Regions from separate parts of the Gasterosteus aculeatus genome. Here region 2 is linked to region 1. Evidence: chromatin contacts called from public Hi-C data. All regions are on one chromosome and are shown on one strand. The core of a region is the stretch at or near the end of the contact, and the rest is flanking DNA. Distances in the headings are between cores, read along the strand shown.

Region 1 (3,674 bases), core at 755-3,254:
GCGCAGGAAGGAAGTGCTCACCCACTGGTCGCCTGTTCCATCTTCAGGAGCTCTACGGGAGGGAGGGGGGATTTGAGTGCAATATTTACAGTGACCTTTTCCTCTCACTGGCCAGGGGCCCATGGGAAAAAACTAGAGAGGACAAACAATGAACAATAGGGTTCAGGGATGAGCAATGGTGCCAGCGCGGCATGTGCCATCACGGGATGTGGATCGCAGAGGGTTGGGGGGGTCACGGCAAGGATCGAGGCACGAGCAGTGTCCCATAGGAGCACCCCTGGAACACCTGCTCGGAGAGCCTGTGCTATTTAAAAAACACAACATTCCATCACGTATGGTTAGATCAGTGAATATAATAGAAACAGAGGGTAAGCCACTAATCACTGCCACTTAACTGTGCAGCATATTTAGAGAGAGGGTGCGTAGAGAGGGTGCGATGGGAAAACAAGGTTGGCGGTTCGAGCCCTGGCTGCTCCATGTCCCCTGTCGAAGTGTCCCTGAGCAAGACACCTAACCCCTGATTTCTCCCCGGGCAATAATGTAAAAAGCCATGGGTTAAAAAATGCAATGTTAGTCGCTTTGGATAAAAGCGTCAGCTAAAATGACATGTAATCTTTTTACACTTTTTTTTTAAATAGAAATGAATATGACAAGAGATATTTTTGTTTTTTTACTTTACAGCTTTATTCTTAAGCTAAACTATCTCCTAAATGCACCATCATACTTAACAAATAGACATCAGAGCGAAAACAAGTCTCTCATCGTATTCTCTGTAAGAAAGAAAATTAGGGTATTTTTCTGATGTTGAACTGTAAACAACAGTACTGTCAAATGCAGAAGCTCATGTTCTTATTTCAATGGTGCAGGCTTTACCAGCGGGACTAAGATCAAAATCTTTTTCCTTCATTGATGTTGATGTTTACACAGACAAACAGGCCCTCTGCTGCATCAGCATCTGTGCAAACTCCAGAGTCACAGTTTGATCCTTCAATTATCAGATTACCCCGTATAATTGGACAATATTGTTTCCCCGGGGATTGGGCTTTGCCTTATCACAGAAATTCTTTCTGCCCTGCACAATTTGGTGAGATAAATGTAATGGTATCAGTGTTCTAGTGTGGGCCTGGGTGGTCTCTGTTGCATTTCTAATGATGCTGCGCCTTTCCCAGAACAAGTGGAAATACCTCAGTGATGCACCGTGAAAAGAGAAACGAGGAAAGGAGCAAAGCTCCCACTGGGCCGCAAAATTCTCACACAAAGGACATCCAACACTTGCGAGGATCATGCAGTCCAATAATACTGCTTCTGCTTAATCTTACATCCACTCTGAGCACCAACTAGATGACCCTTGGATCAACGGCTCATTAGATGTTGTTACAGAACACAGCATCTTCATTACTTCTTAAAAAAGGCCTTAACGACAGAGTTGCAGAACGAACAATAAAGAACTGGTTAAAGACAATAAAAAATGTTTGCTTGGGCAGTTATTATTAAGAATGAGTATAATTATGCAGTGGTAGAAGTGTACATATACTTTATTGCAAAAATGGCAATATTACAATGTAAAACCACAAAGTGAAATTATCGCATTCATAATTATGCAATAGGAAACTTACAGCATTAACAGCAAAGTGCCCCTTCAGTGTCAAAACCTGGCATTATTTAGAGCAGGCTCTTTTAACAACTCCTGAATTATATTATACTATTTGATTATTATTGGGGAGGCATTGACACCTTTTAAAGTGTTGCAGTTTGAGGTAGTAATAATTTGGGATAGTTTAATCAATGACGAGCCATCATTATCAAATGTCAGATGAATGAAGTGGACAGTAATTGCTAATGACATTTGTGAATTGTGAACTATTCAAGTCATTGAAATGTATTATGGTTGAATACATCGAATATTTAAAAATATAGTATATGCTGTCATAGTATTTTTTCTTGAAAATATGTGTCGTTCAATAATAGAGTAGTAATTTCAAGTAACGTTTCAGTTTTATTTTGAAGGCTGAGGAAGGCTGAGACCGGAGGCCGGAAGTACTCACCGGATACAGGAAACGGTCGCTGAAGCTCCACCGCAGAAACTGTAAGTTACCATTTTATCCAACCTATTTACCTCTTAAGTGCTCCAGGTAGGGTCAAACTTATTCTGGTAGGATAGGTGACGATATATGCGTGTTGTAATGATCACGACGAATACATGTGACAGCCACTGCTAACGTTAAATCTTCCGCACAAACGAATAGCCTCCTAGCAAACACAGGTTAGCCTAAGCTAACGTTAGATGTCGGATTCGTCAACAGCGGTGGTTTCCTTTCCTCTAAAATCCCCGGTGGGTTGTTTAGCTCGAAGCACCGGGCGACTGTGACAGCAAACACAACCGGCATATCCAGCCGTTGCAACGTCTCAAAGGCAGTTGTGATAACCTGAACCCTACTGCATTGATACGTCCTCCACTTTAAGGGCAATGTTGTGTGTGTGAGAAGAAGATCACGTTAGATGTTAAAGTCTTCTGCCACAATTGGCAGGTTAGTTCCGCATCAAGCGGTCAATATTTTAATATGTTCTGTCGACTCGTATCGTCAGTGTAATTTAAAGACAATTGTCTGTGAGGCTTAAAGCCCCTAAAATGACTTTTTCTCCCAGCGGCAACTCGAACTTTATCGAAAGCCATTTCTCTAAATACTCTGGACAATACGCAGAGCTTTCCCTGCAGTATATCAAACCCAAATAGAACAGTATCTTTTTTTCTTTTCTTCTCCTCCTCCGGTCCTCCATCCAGCCGCGGGTTCATCGCTCACATCCAGTGAAGCAAACGCAATAGTGTGATTGTCCTGACCCGAAACAGCGCACATCCGTTCTTGAGCGGTGTGTGTAACGGAGAACCTGCAGAGTTACTCATTGCCAGGTGGCAGGATTTCTATAAACACTTTGCAATCCGTTCCAGTGTAAACAGAGGAGCCGACTGGCCTTTAACGCAGTAAATAATGATTGCCTATAGCGCTCTACCAAAACAAAGAAAATGTGCTGGAATTAGCACCTTTTTTATACTTGTAACAAAAACCTTCCATGCACCGATGGTAATGAGCAACATGAAATGATCACACCGAAGTCCTTATATGACTCAGAAAGGGAGCTTTGAAAGACACTTTGATGAGGATAAACATCAGGATGAATACATCACTACCTCATCGATTGGACATGGCTTTCTGGTTTATATTTAATGACAAATCATCTTAACATTTCATTAAGCAGCATTACTGCCGTGCCATTAGTATACGTACGTCACCAAGTTGTTTATCATTAGCATAATTAGTTATTTGTCTGTTTTGCAAATTGTAAATCAGCCCTGGCCTTCAGGAAGGATCTACACAAGTTTTTTCAGCATTTTGTATTTGGAAATATGGACTAGATCTGTAACCAATTATTTTCATCATTTTCAATTAGTTGATTATTGATCGATAATACATCAACTATGATGTATTCAAGTTGCTGGTTTTATTTGACCAACAGTCTAAAACTCAAAAATGTTCAGTTTCCTTGGTGTTTGCTCTTAAAAGAGTGTGTATCTAAAGAAGAAAATAGCGGTAATGAGCTCAGCTTTTTTTTTATTTTATTTTTTTTAGAAAAGTCGGATCAAGTTTATGTTACTCTGAAATCTAGAAAGCCCTGTT
Region 2 (3,334 bases), core at 235-2,734, 180 kb before region 1:
GGGTTCGCAGAAGCTCCCACGCCGGAGACACACACAGGATTTAACGCGCCTGTTTCCCGACAAAGTTGTGCGCTATAAACCCGCCGCGTTGATGTGTTTACTGGCCTGAAGCGGCTATTGTGCAGCCTGCCAGCCGTTTACTCTCATACTTGGGCGGTAATACCAGTACTCGCAGTGTGTGGGCATGTTATGCAATCCTTGTTGCTCGTTGGTAATGAGATTCAGTTGTCATCCAGTGTGTATGTGTGGTATGATTTAGTGTGTTTAGACGCTCAATTTCCTGACTTATTAGATCTCTAAACTGTTAAAATTCTTTGGTGATACGTATGCAAAGACCAATATTCCTATTTATTTGATTAGATATCTCACACAGCACTTTCAGAACCCTCAAAACCTGTTGTTTCAGAGTTTAAAAGAAGACGCTGTTCATAAAGTCAAACTGAAATATTGGACAGCGATGGCTTAAACCGTTGGGTACGAAGCCGGCTGTAATTTAAACACCTCGCCTGCGTCTTAAGAGAAGATTACCATTTAAAAAACACATTACATTAAGAAGGCATTGCTGCTAAACTTGAAACAGAATGTGGATCAACAAAAAGGTTTAAAAAAATGTATCCCAACACTATCGCTGAACCAGTCCTCACAGTAATCTTTTCTCTTTTTTTTTTTTTTTTTACGTCGTCTTTAATTAAGTGAATTGATGCAAGAACGATTTTTGGAGAAAGCTGCTTTTGGCCCGTCAGTGACTGCCCGCTCTGTGATTGGTGTTTATACTTCACCCGTCCAATCAGCCGTGGGTGCGGGCTGCGCGTATCACGCACGTATAAAGACTCGCCTGCAACCAAATTGGCGCATTCCCCTCCGAGCTATGCGCGTTCTGCCTCTCAGGCCTCATTAAGCGCACATGTGCGCTTTGCGTGTTTTCCATTGTTTAACAGCTGGGTTTGGGTCCGAGCAGAGACACATTTTCCCCCTGCGTCCCGCGCCTATTGAGCGTGCAGCGACGGGGCCAGTGGTGCGTCGGTGGCCCGGTAGTCCGCGGAGCCGGCCGATCCCTGTTCGGAAAGGTTAGGCCTCCGTACGAGGCAGCCCGCCCGCCTGGGCCGGATTGAATGTGAACTTTGGTTTTAAGAATAGCCCGCTTTGTGCCAAGAGAAACAAGTCTGCAGTCTCCCCGCGCAGAGTCAGGGAATGTTCTGTGGTGGCTCTGTGGGTCAGAGTCGTTGCTGCACTCGTGAGTCAGTTCGTTTTATTTTGTTTATGCAGCAAAGTTCCTACACATGGAAACATGCAGTTTGCGGGGGCTGGACGGGCTTTTTGAGGTTTGTAAATTCACTAGGTCAATAAATAGTATCAAAAAGCTAAATGTGATTGGATATAAATCCTGTATTTTAAATCAAATCCCAAATATTCACACCAATAGTCTTGTGTGGTGCGACGCGCAGGTGTAGTTCCCCCGGTGAGACCTAGATGGCAGCAGTGAGCCGCTGTGTGACCGGCGGTGTCAGTCCGGCCTGGAGTCCGACATTCAGGATCAGCAGCCCGGTCAGAAGAAGATGGGCTTTTAACCACTTTATGATCGTGTGCTCATTACCTACACAAACGGAATCAATGAAAAAAAATGCATTAATAAATATCATCCAGGAAATTGAGATGGCTTTACAAAATGATTTGTTAGACAATCAACTACTGTTGAAAATAAGATAATATGATCAAGCAAAAAAAAAAAAAAGTGTTCCGTGGTTCTAGCTTCTTAAGGACAGGACTTGGTGCTTTTCATTTTAATTTGTAATATGAATTTACACATACATATATTATTAACTTTTGTCTGTCTCCAGCTTCTGAAATAATCATCACATTTTCTTGAGCAAACCTACATTTCCAAATTTCCTGTCATTTTAATAACAACAAAAAACGTCTTTCTCAACATTTCTTTAATTTTTTTTTTTTGATTCACTTTTTTTCTGATTCACTTCACTTTAGATTAATTTAAAGTGTAAATAAAAAAAGATTTTGCTGTCTGAGGGTCAGACTCCAGGTGTGGACGAGGCCCTCTGCAGGTCAGACGTTCGCATTACAGCACGTTATACTGGAGGAAGGCGTTCTGCAGGATTACAGACATTACAGACGTGCTCATTACTATAAAGCAGAGGACGAAAGGACAGTAAAGTTATTCACTGACCAGATAAAAATGGTACCATTGAACAATCTAATTTTAGTTATCACGTTTTTTTCCTCATCTGCACCACAATCCATCAGTCCCCCACCCTCCTGACTGACAGTAGCCCGTAGCGTGTTCTTAGCGGTACGATAACTCCCCACAATAGAGCTGGGACGATGTGCTTCGTTAGTTTGTTGTAGTTGGTTAGAAGGGCGAGCAGCGGGGAGAACACGGTAACCAGGTATTACACTAAATATTTATTTATCAAAGTCATCAGTCTTCCTGTTGCTATGTCCTCCAGGGAGACATTTGGCAATAATAATGGTAGTCAGAGCGCCATACTGGATGTTCTGTAATGATTTATCTGGAGTTCAGCTGCCTGTGTGATGAGGGAACAAGGAGTGTCAACTCAAAGCGATCTGCCGTTCAGTCTTAATGCTGCATGTTAAGCATTATACCTCATTTATACGTTGGGGTTTAGGGGTATTTAGCTCATTATTACATCTATAAATATCTAAATAAAATAATGACTTGAGTTCCAGAAGCAAAGTTCAAACCCCCACAAACAGAAACATCTTTTGGAGACCTTAAAGCTTTGGACCAAACGTTGAAAGTGCAATCAACAGAAAAATCTGTAATGACAGCATTTACACTGACTAATATGATCACATTTACTCATGTTATCACTATCACAATATCACATTATCCGATTGAGAATGTATAAATGAATTTGTGTGGACGTGTTTCAGCAAAGTGAGTCATTCCGATCCTGGTTCAACAGCACGGCAATGATCAGACACCGTGGTGCACGACAATCACTGCTTTACAGTAAAAAAATAAATAAAGTTAGCTACTCTTGTCGGAAGCATGAAGTAAATTGTAAGTGGATGTTTAGTTTCGCGGTTTAAGTCTTTTCGTATTTGCCTCGGGGGCCAAAGAGAGAAGTTGTGGTTATTCTGTGGCCGAATTATTCCTTTAAGTTGACTCGGCAAGTTTCAGCTTGCAGCTGAACAAAATGAGCAGGAACGCTATTTGACATTATTTCAGTTAACACACTTAAAGATCAATTGGAGACTGTCCTTCAGGCCCATAGACAAACCAAACGCCTACGTATGGGAATTGTGCTGTGATCATTTGAATTCCATCTCTCCCATCCTGCAACAATCTCTTTAA

What was found. Hi-C and Micro-C count contacts between places; a contact is called where the count stands out from the background.
Region 2: a Hi-C map of skeletal muscle shows a contact between it and region 1, with 5 times the contacts expected there. The contact joins the enhancer-like site here to the promoter of exoc2 in region 1. A contact is called at or near these places in 3 of 6 Hi-C or Micro-C datasets (skeletal muscle and tail fin).

Annotation. Positions count from the first base shown.
Region 1 is chr8:6,369,393-6,373,066 of fGasAcu3.hap1.1, reverse strand. It overlaps exoc2 (exocyst complex component 2), which reads left to right and starts at 2,004. Exons shown (of 28, transcript XM_040183949.2): 1 at 2,004-2,086.
Region 2 is chr8:6,547,896-6,551,229 of fGasAcu3.hap1.1, reverse strand. All of the region lies in intron 4 of gmds (GDP-mannose 4,6-dehydratase), which reads left to right. Among protein-coding and RNA genes, the nearest start is that of gmds, 14 kb to the left of the region's middle. Within about 2 kb of position 1,484, at least 7 of the 9 cell types and tissues checked have open chromatin away from gene starts, as enhancers often do.